Linked DNA regions of Zea mays: region 1 is linked to region 2. A link is a contact called in public Hi-C data. All regions are on one chromosome and are shown on one strand. Each heading gives the region's core, a stretch centred on a gene start, on an enhancer-like site or on the middle of the called end of the contact. The rest is flanking DNA. Distances are from core to core; before and after follow the strand shown.

The links. A called contact is a pair of places that touch in the nucleus more often than the background predicts.
Region 1: a Hi-C map of ear shows a contact between it and region 2, with 2.4 times the contacts expected there. The contact joins the promoter of LOC103643305 here to the promoter of LOC606443 in region 2. A contact is called at or near these places in 2 of 25 Hi-C or Micro-C datasets (ear and leaf).

Annotation. Positions count from the first base shown.
Region 1 is chr1:221,184,913-221,188,852 of Zm-B73-REFERENCE-NAM-5.0, reverse strand. LOC103643305 (Cation efflux family protein) reads right to left here and starts at 1,726. Exons shown (of 1, transcript XM_008666456.4): 1 at 1-1,726. The coding sequence starts at 1,657.
Region 2 is chr1:220,935,328-220,939,370 of Zm-B73-REFERENCE-NAM-5.0, reverse strand. LOC606443 (betaine aldehyde dehydrogenase) reads left to right here and starts at 2,153. Exons shown (of 15, transcript NM_001112311.2): 1 at 2,153-2,357; 2 at 2,457-2,599; 3 at 3,174-3,254; 4 at 3,335-3,483; 5 at 4,034-4,043. The coding sequence starts at 2,240.

The sequences.
Region 1 (3,940 bases), core at 477-2,976, 250 kb before region 2:
TGCCCTCACTATTACTATTGCCATGGTGATCCTGGCGATGGTTGTCATCTCCATGACGATCAAAACATGCATTCACATCATTAGCACTGTCATGATCATGATGTTTGTGATCTTCATGGCCATGGTGTTGTTGATGTTCATGGCCATGATATGAATGAGAACGTGAACAGGAGTGAGAACATGTACCACCATGAGCATGGTGGTGCTCTTCATGAAAGAACACCAATCCGATTAGGTTTACGACAAGTCCACCTATTGAAACTGCCAAAAGGCTACTAGTTGATATTTCCCTAGGCTCAAGAATCCTCTCAAATGACTCCAACACAATCAGTGCACCAACAAGAACCAAGAACACTGCATTGACATACCCTGACAGGACCTCAAACCTGCCCCTTCCAAAGTTGTACATCCCATTTGCAGGCAATCTTGCGATGTAGGATGCATAGAGACCAATTGCCAGTGCAGCACAGTCAAACAACATATGGCAAGCATCAGAGATCAGCCCAAGACTATCACTCATGAACCCACTGCCAAATTCCACAAACATATAGGCTGTATTAATCAATAGAAACACAGCAATCTTCCTCGACTTTCGCTCACTCAAGATATGCCTAACTGGCCCCATAACTGCCTCAAAAACTGATTCTGAGACATCTTCAGTTCCAAGTTCCACATATCCTGCAGGGGCCAGCTCCCTGCTGGCGATCCACAAGAGGAACCCACAGATCAAGAAGCCCGGTAGAGACAGCTTTGGGTAGTACAGCAGCTCCAGAACAAGAGTGCATAAGAACGTCATTGCAAAATCCACACTTGGCCTACCACCGCTGCTGCCATGCTCCTGTCGTCGCCCCAAAGCCATGCCAAAGAAGGCAGAGTTAAGCAGCAGCCACCAGAGCGGGCTGATCGGGACTGCTCCATCAGGAGGACCATCGCCCGCATTGCTGCCACCGAAAAAGAAGAGACCCACAAGCGCCGGCATGCAGAGGAAGGCAGCGAGCGCAAATACCGCCGCGCGGGCGCGCCGACTGCGAGTGGCATGCCGCGCCGTGGCCGATTGTTCGACCGAGGAAAGGAAGCCAGAGGTGAAGGGGATAGCGAGGATCACAGAAGGGGAGATGCCCACAAGGGAAAAGGCGGCGACGGCTATGGAGAGGACACGGCGGCGGGAGGGGCGGCGTAGGGCGCGGGCGAGCAGGGAGCCGGCGGAGTCAGCTAGGACGAGGAGGCCCGGGGAGGGGAGGATGCGGAGGGCCACAAGCCGGAGGAGCATAGAGAGCGCAAGGAGGAGGGCCAGGCCGAGGAGAGCGGGGAACCCCGGGAACGGGTGGTGAGGCTGGTGGGTCTTCCGGGACGCGGCGGCGAAGTGGAGGAGGAGGAGGGCGGCGGCCGAGAGCAGCGCGAGGGGCGGGGAAAGCGCGAGCGCGTGGGCCAGAGAGGGGAGAGCGCGCACGGCGGGCGCGAGGAGGAAGAGCGCGTGCAGCACGAGTAGACGGAGGAGCGCGGCGGCGTAGGGGGAGGACGGCGAGGCGGAGGAGGAGGGGAGGCCGCGGGCTTTCGACGGGGTAGGGAGCGGCGTGGAGGGGAAGCGGAAAGAGTGGTGCGCGGATAGCCGCGGCGGCACGGCCAGCCGAAGGTGCGGCGTGTGGCGGCTAGACATGGGCGGCGGCGGATGGGGGAACGGAGGGCCGGGTGCCGGTAGAACGGGGAGAGGCGTGGAGCCGTGGACTGCGGCAGTAGGATGGGCTTGGGAAATTCCCCGTTACGTTTTTAGCTCCCCTACGACAAAAAAATTTTACAGCGGAAATCCCATGGACGTACGTGGGCGACATTTTTTTCCATCGACGTTCCCCTGCGGAGATAAATCTAGGATAAATCTAGTCGGAGATCTCTATCCTCGTTTAAACTTTAATTAAAACGTACTTACTTTGTTATTAATGTAAATCATTGGCACTTATAGACATTATCTGATTTAAAAAAATCATTATATATACATCAAAATAAACATATTTGTACAAATAAGTGATATCTTGATAAGGTAATTATTTATTTTATCATTAACTATTACATGAAAACATTGTCACGTGTAAGTTTAACGGGTCCCACGAGGAATAGAGATGGGGAATGCTTCCCGTTCTCGTTTACGCGTCGGAGGAGAATTTTTTCCCGTTTAGATCCCCATGTGAAAAGAAACTTCTTCATCTCTATCCGCTAACGAAAAAATTCCCCGCGGTGAATCGGGGATTGATGCCCAATTGTCATCTCTAACGGGTAGTCTCGTCTCGTGGTTCGTCGATCAGCTTGGTTGGCTAGACGATGTGTTAGGCTCGAAATTTAGAGTTCTACCAAGGATTAGCCCAACAGTCTATCCATAGTTTATCCAAAAACATTATTTTACATTATTCTGCACTATAAACTATATTATGGGTGAAGTTTGAATATGAAGATGGGGATGGATAAGCTGCTAGAGATAGTCTTAGTCTCGGAATATGGGCCTTACTTTTTAGGCCAGCATGAGACAGTTTAAAAACAGGAGCCCAAAGCACGGGCCAACATAAAAAATATGAGTCGGGCTAGCATGGTTCGAAGGGTCTGGACTCTGGACCAGGCCTATGGAGCCCATATCCGTCAAGCTCCCGCCATGACCCGCACGTATGGGTTGGGCTTGGGCTGGCACGACCCAATGGAGCCCATATTATTTAATTTCTTTAATTTAGTAAATTATGAACTTTATGTGGTTGTAATATTTAGACTTTATGTGGTCAGATGATGCTTGCATTGCTTAATATCTTTAATTTAGCAAGCTATGGACTTTATGTGGTTGCAATATTTGGACTTTATATGGTTCAAATATATGGGTTGTGCTTGGGTCGGTATGGCCCAACGAAGGCACGTCGTGCTTTAGGGCTAGGTTGGCCTACTATTTCTACTCTTTTGGACTGGCATGGCATGGCCAAAATGTTTTTTGGGGCCTTCTTAGCCCGAGCCCGTTTGGCTCGAAGCACAATTGGCCTGAGCCGGGCTAGCTCAGCCCGACCCAATTCCCAGCACTACCAAGGATATATTGAGATGGTTAAAGGTCTCTTTGGTTGGGATGTAGATGTGAAAAAAGTTGTTGTAACCTCCAATCTTCATTGTGTGTTGCATATACCGTCAAAACATCCCTTTCTAGGAGATCCACCAAGGGTGCTTTCAAGACTTCGCATAAAACTTCGAGTGGTAGGGCAGCCCCTAGGGCCTGGGCTACTGACTTGGCAAGCATATCAACATGTTCATTGTATGCCTTTTGTATGTTCTTTACAGAAAACCCTTCAAAAAAATCTTCCATTCTTCAGACAGTATCAAGATACTTCTCCGATGCTAAATTTTTTGCCTTGCTGCTTTTGTCGACATGGCCAATAATCACTTGGGAGTCTGATTTGAGGATTGCCCACTTGACACCCATGGCCTTTAGCTTTGACCTAGGAGGATGGCTTCGTACTCTGCAATATTATTGATACATTGGAATTCAAGTTTGGCTACATACAAAGTCCTCAACTTCGAGGGTGATACAATGACAAATGCAGCCCCTGCTCCAATGGAGTCCCATGCGCCATTGCAAAAAAACTGTACATACGACTTCATAAACAACACTTGGTGACTCTTGCGGACTTGGTGTCCAATCAATGATGAAGTTCGTCAATGCTTGCGACTGAATGGATGATTAGTGCATGAAATCTATAACAAAGACATTCAACTTAGTGACCCATTTTCCAATTCATCTTATGGCTTCGATGTTCCTTATGATGTCCCTTAATGGCTAGGACAAAGGCATAATAATGTTATATGACTGAAAATAATGTTGAAGCTTTCTTGGATCCATCAAGATAGCTACAACACCTTTTCAATCTCTGAATAGTTTCATTTAGGTGGCCTAAGAACCTCTAAGATGAATTAAACTGAC
Region 2 (4,043 bases), core at 904-3,403:
TACCTGCAACAACGCTATGCCCTGTCTTGGGCTATGACAGGCGACAGCAGCCACCTCGTCACGCGCAGAACGAAAGGAGAGAGATGGCTGAATAAAAAAATATGTTAGTTCGTATTGAGTTCGAGATAGAGTAATATGATGGCAGGAAATTGTACTGTATAATATAGAATCTTGTTACATATAATGAAATATTTTTTTAGAGTATAGATGTAGAGTAATATGAGTACGGATAGCCTAACAGTTTTACGTAGGGTGTTGACCGACTACCTCTGAAAATGTTTCAAAATATCGCATGCAATTTATTTGAAGTGCATTGTTATATATTATTATATACTCTCTCTATTCTTTTTATTCAAAAATAAACTAGCGGACGACAAATATTTAAGAATAAAGTATACTATGTACCTAGCTACAGAATATCATCATACTCTCCAACCAAGCCTTGTTATATATAGAGAGTATACTTTGTAGCTTGCTACATAATATCATATTTAGTAGCCAGGCGCATGAAGCCACCTGAATATCAACCGCACCACCTGAATATCATTAGTTTTGGCTCTATAAAGCCGGATGTTGCAAGCAGCATGGTTACAAGTTCAATTTAATTTGTACATTGCGGAAACTAATTAAAATGGAGCACCAAGCATCACCGATTCTTGGTCCTTCTTCGGCACAGTCTAGCTTTCCAAAGGGAAGCTTCCAATTTGCATGCCGATAGAGTCGCGTAAAACAGCTTTAGTTCCATCCGATGTCTGTTTACAAAGGTGAGAAATTCAAACATAACTGATTTCAATTGAAAAGTTGTCAACTATAATGTTGTATTTCTTTACCATATCTACAACTTTAGTTTTTGTCATTTCTACACCTGAGGTCATTAGAAAATTTTATATTCTAAATTGAGAAATTCAGATATATCTTTTTAAATAAAAATTTCAAAAGAAAAATCTGTCGACTATAAAGCTGTATACTAGAGATCTACAACTTTAATTTGTCATCTCTTCATCCGAGATCATTATTTTTTTAATTTCAATAGTATTTCAATCTTAGACTATCCGCAGCGGTTCCCTCTAAATTTCTCCCCTATATCACTTTTTTGCGTCACATCGTTAACATTTCATCCTCTACATTATTTTCTCCCGCAACGGTTTTCCCTAAATTCCCCCCATACCCCACTTCAATATAAAATATCATTTTCTATACCTATTCATCATCATTTATCTATTTTTCTCTCAACTAACAATACTAGCGAGCACGAAAATCAATACAAAGGGGCTGACACAGTGATCCTCTTGATGTGGCGTGCGCGCTTGTGCAGCAAGGGGCAGAGGAGAGAGTAGCGTTAAGCGCTGCGGCCTAAGAGTACACTAAACATCAACATGGATAGAGGAGAGGATGGCTGATGGCCGGCGCTCCAGCTAGTCTTATTTAGGACCCGCAAATGGCTTGGGATGCAAAAAGGTCATCGATTAATTATAAAGTTGTAAACCTCATAGAGATCTACAACTTTGATCATTGTCATTTTTTTGTTCATCCGAGTTTATTAGGACAATTCAACAGAATTGAATTTTAAAATACAGACATTTTGAATAGAACTTTGGGGACCATAAATAAATGGGTCGAAATGAAAACAAGCACAGCTGGGATCTTACTACAACTATAATATAAATCCGTCCTCATCTGACTTAGGGTGTGTTTGGTTTGACTTTTGGCTTTGGCTTTTGCCCCCCCAAAAGCCAAAAGCCAACCAAAGGGCTGGATCTAGGAAGCAGCTTTTTCTAAAAGCCGACTTTCTCGTAGTGCAAATCTGAAAGCACCTCTGAACCTGCTTTTAGTGGCTTTTCGGATGGAACTGTGAAAACATATATCGAAGAATTTTTAACGACTTTTAGTGGTTTCCACCAAACGGTTTTTAGCTTTTTAACAGCTTACAGCCTACAGCAGCTTTTTCCACAGCTCACAGCCCACAACAACTTTTTTCACAGCCACAGCCCAACCAAACAGACTCTTACTATCCTGACCATGGTTTATCTGTGTAGTATTTCCGTTAAGCCTGAATGGAGTCGCGGACAGCGTGCCGATAAAGCGTTCCAGTTATATCTCTATCTGTATAGCCTACACTACACAGGGCCGCAGCTTGCCGATCCCTAGCGACGAAGTCCACTGCCGAGTTGCCGACTCACCGACTCCCCTCGCAAGTCGCAATCTCCACTCTCCAGAGTCCAAACTCCACTCCTCACCGATGATGGCCTCGCAAGCGATGGTACCGCTGCGGCAGCTCTTTGTCGACGGCGAGTGGCGCCCGCCCGCGCAGGGCCGCCGCCTCCCCGTCGTCAACCCTACCACTGAGGCTCACATCGGTGAGTGACCGCCCCCCGATCGCAATCATCCCTGTTTTCTTCTATTATACTTGTTGCTTGGCCTGGCGCTGATGCGCTAGGTCTCGCGTGCACGCGCAGGCGAGATCCCGGCGGGCACGGCGGAGGACGTGGACGCCGCGGTGGCGGCGGCGCGCGCGGCGCTCAAGAGGAACCGCGGCCGCGATTGGGCGCGCGCGCCGGGGGCCGTTCGGGCCAAGTACCTCCGCGCCATCGCCGCCAAGGTACGCTGGTCCTCTTTGCTCTAGCTAATTTAATTGGGTCAAAAACGACTCCAGTGCTGTGCTTCTGCTTCCAAGCATTGGTATCTACTCCCTCCGCCCCAATATAAATGTACATCTCGCTTAGGAATACTACCATAATTCGGATGTGAATTCAGTGTGAGACAACTCAGTCGCGGCATCTATTTTTTGTGCTTTGATGGGTATGATTGGTGACTGGATCTGTACTTGGGGATGCTAGGAGTGAACTTCTCAGCACCTTTGCTATATGCGTTTTCCTTACACTTCAACACTGTTACTGTTTTACATGCACAGAGGCACAGAAAGTACAAATTAAGTTCCTTCTATTCAGGAGAAGTCCTTATGTTCCGCTTTTGTTGTGAACAAGCTATTGCTTTCTGCCAATACAGGGTGTTTTGACCTCTAGTATCAACTCCAAATTCAAAACACCTTAAAAGATCTTTCTCTTTAAACTTCCATTTGTAAAGTCTTGTAACATTTGGTTGGGTCATCAAAGTTTTGTTGAAATATATTTACACATGTCACATTTTGCATGTAAAAATGTCTTCTTATTCAGGTAATTGAGAGGAAACAAGAGCTAGCTAAGCTAGAGGCACTTGATTGTGGGAAGCCTTATGATGAAGCTGCATGGGACATGGTATGTGACACACCTTATGGAAGTGTGCAATTTTTTTTTCCAGTTTGCAATGACAATCTGTCTGGTATTCCATTTATCAGGATGATGTTGCTGGGTGCTTTGAGTACTTCGCAGATCAGGCAGAAGCTTTGGACAAAAGACAAAATTCCCCAGTTTCTCTTCCGATGGAAACTTTTAAATGCCATCTCCGAAGAGAGCCTATTGGGGTAGTTGGGCTGATAACTCCTTGGTATTTTCATACCTACCTCACCTTGCTGTTATTCGTATTTATGATCAAAGCTCACAGGCAAGCGACCTGTATTCAGTAGTACAGCTTCGTTTCCTGTAAGACCTCAGAGTTCTATAGCAAAAAAATCTGCATATTCTCTAACCACACAATTTTCTTAAACTATTTTTTGACAACTTTCCTCATCATCGTCCTGAAATATTTCCAGTGTTCATATTTGTACTTCCTATCCAGTTTTTAATCTCACCTATGATCTATATATCCAAGTTAATGTCAAATTATTTGCTTGTGTGAATGTTTGGCCAATGTCAATATGCTATCTTGGCACAACGTTGTGCTTTGTCCCAGTACAACTGTTGCTTCTGCTCCATAAGCTCACTATTCTGCTATTATCCTTTTTCACGTATTTGTTGGGCCGGGGCATTTCACTTTATTGTGTCTATATATAAAATGTTGTTGACTAAGTAACTGATTTATCTATTTTTTCATATGTTTTTGTTTTACTTATTCTGATTCTAAAGTATTATGCTTTGTACTTGTATTTGTATTGCAGGAACTATCCT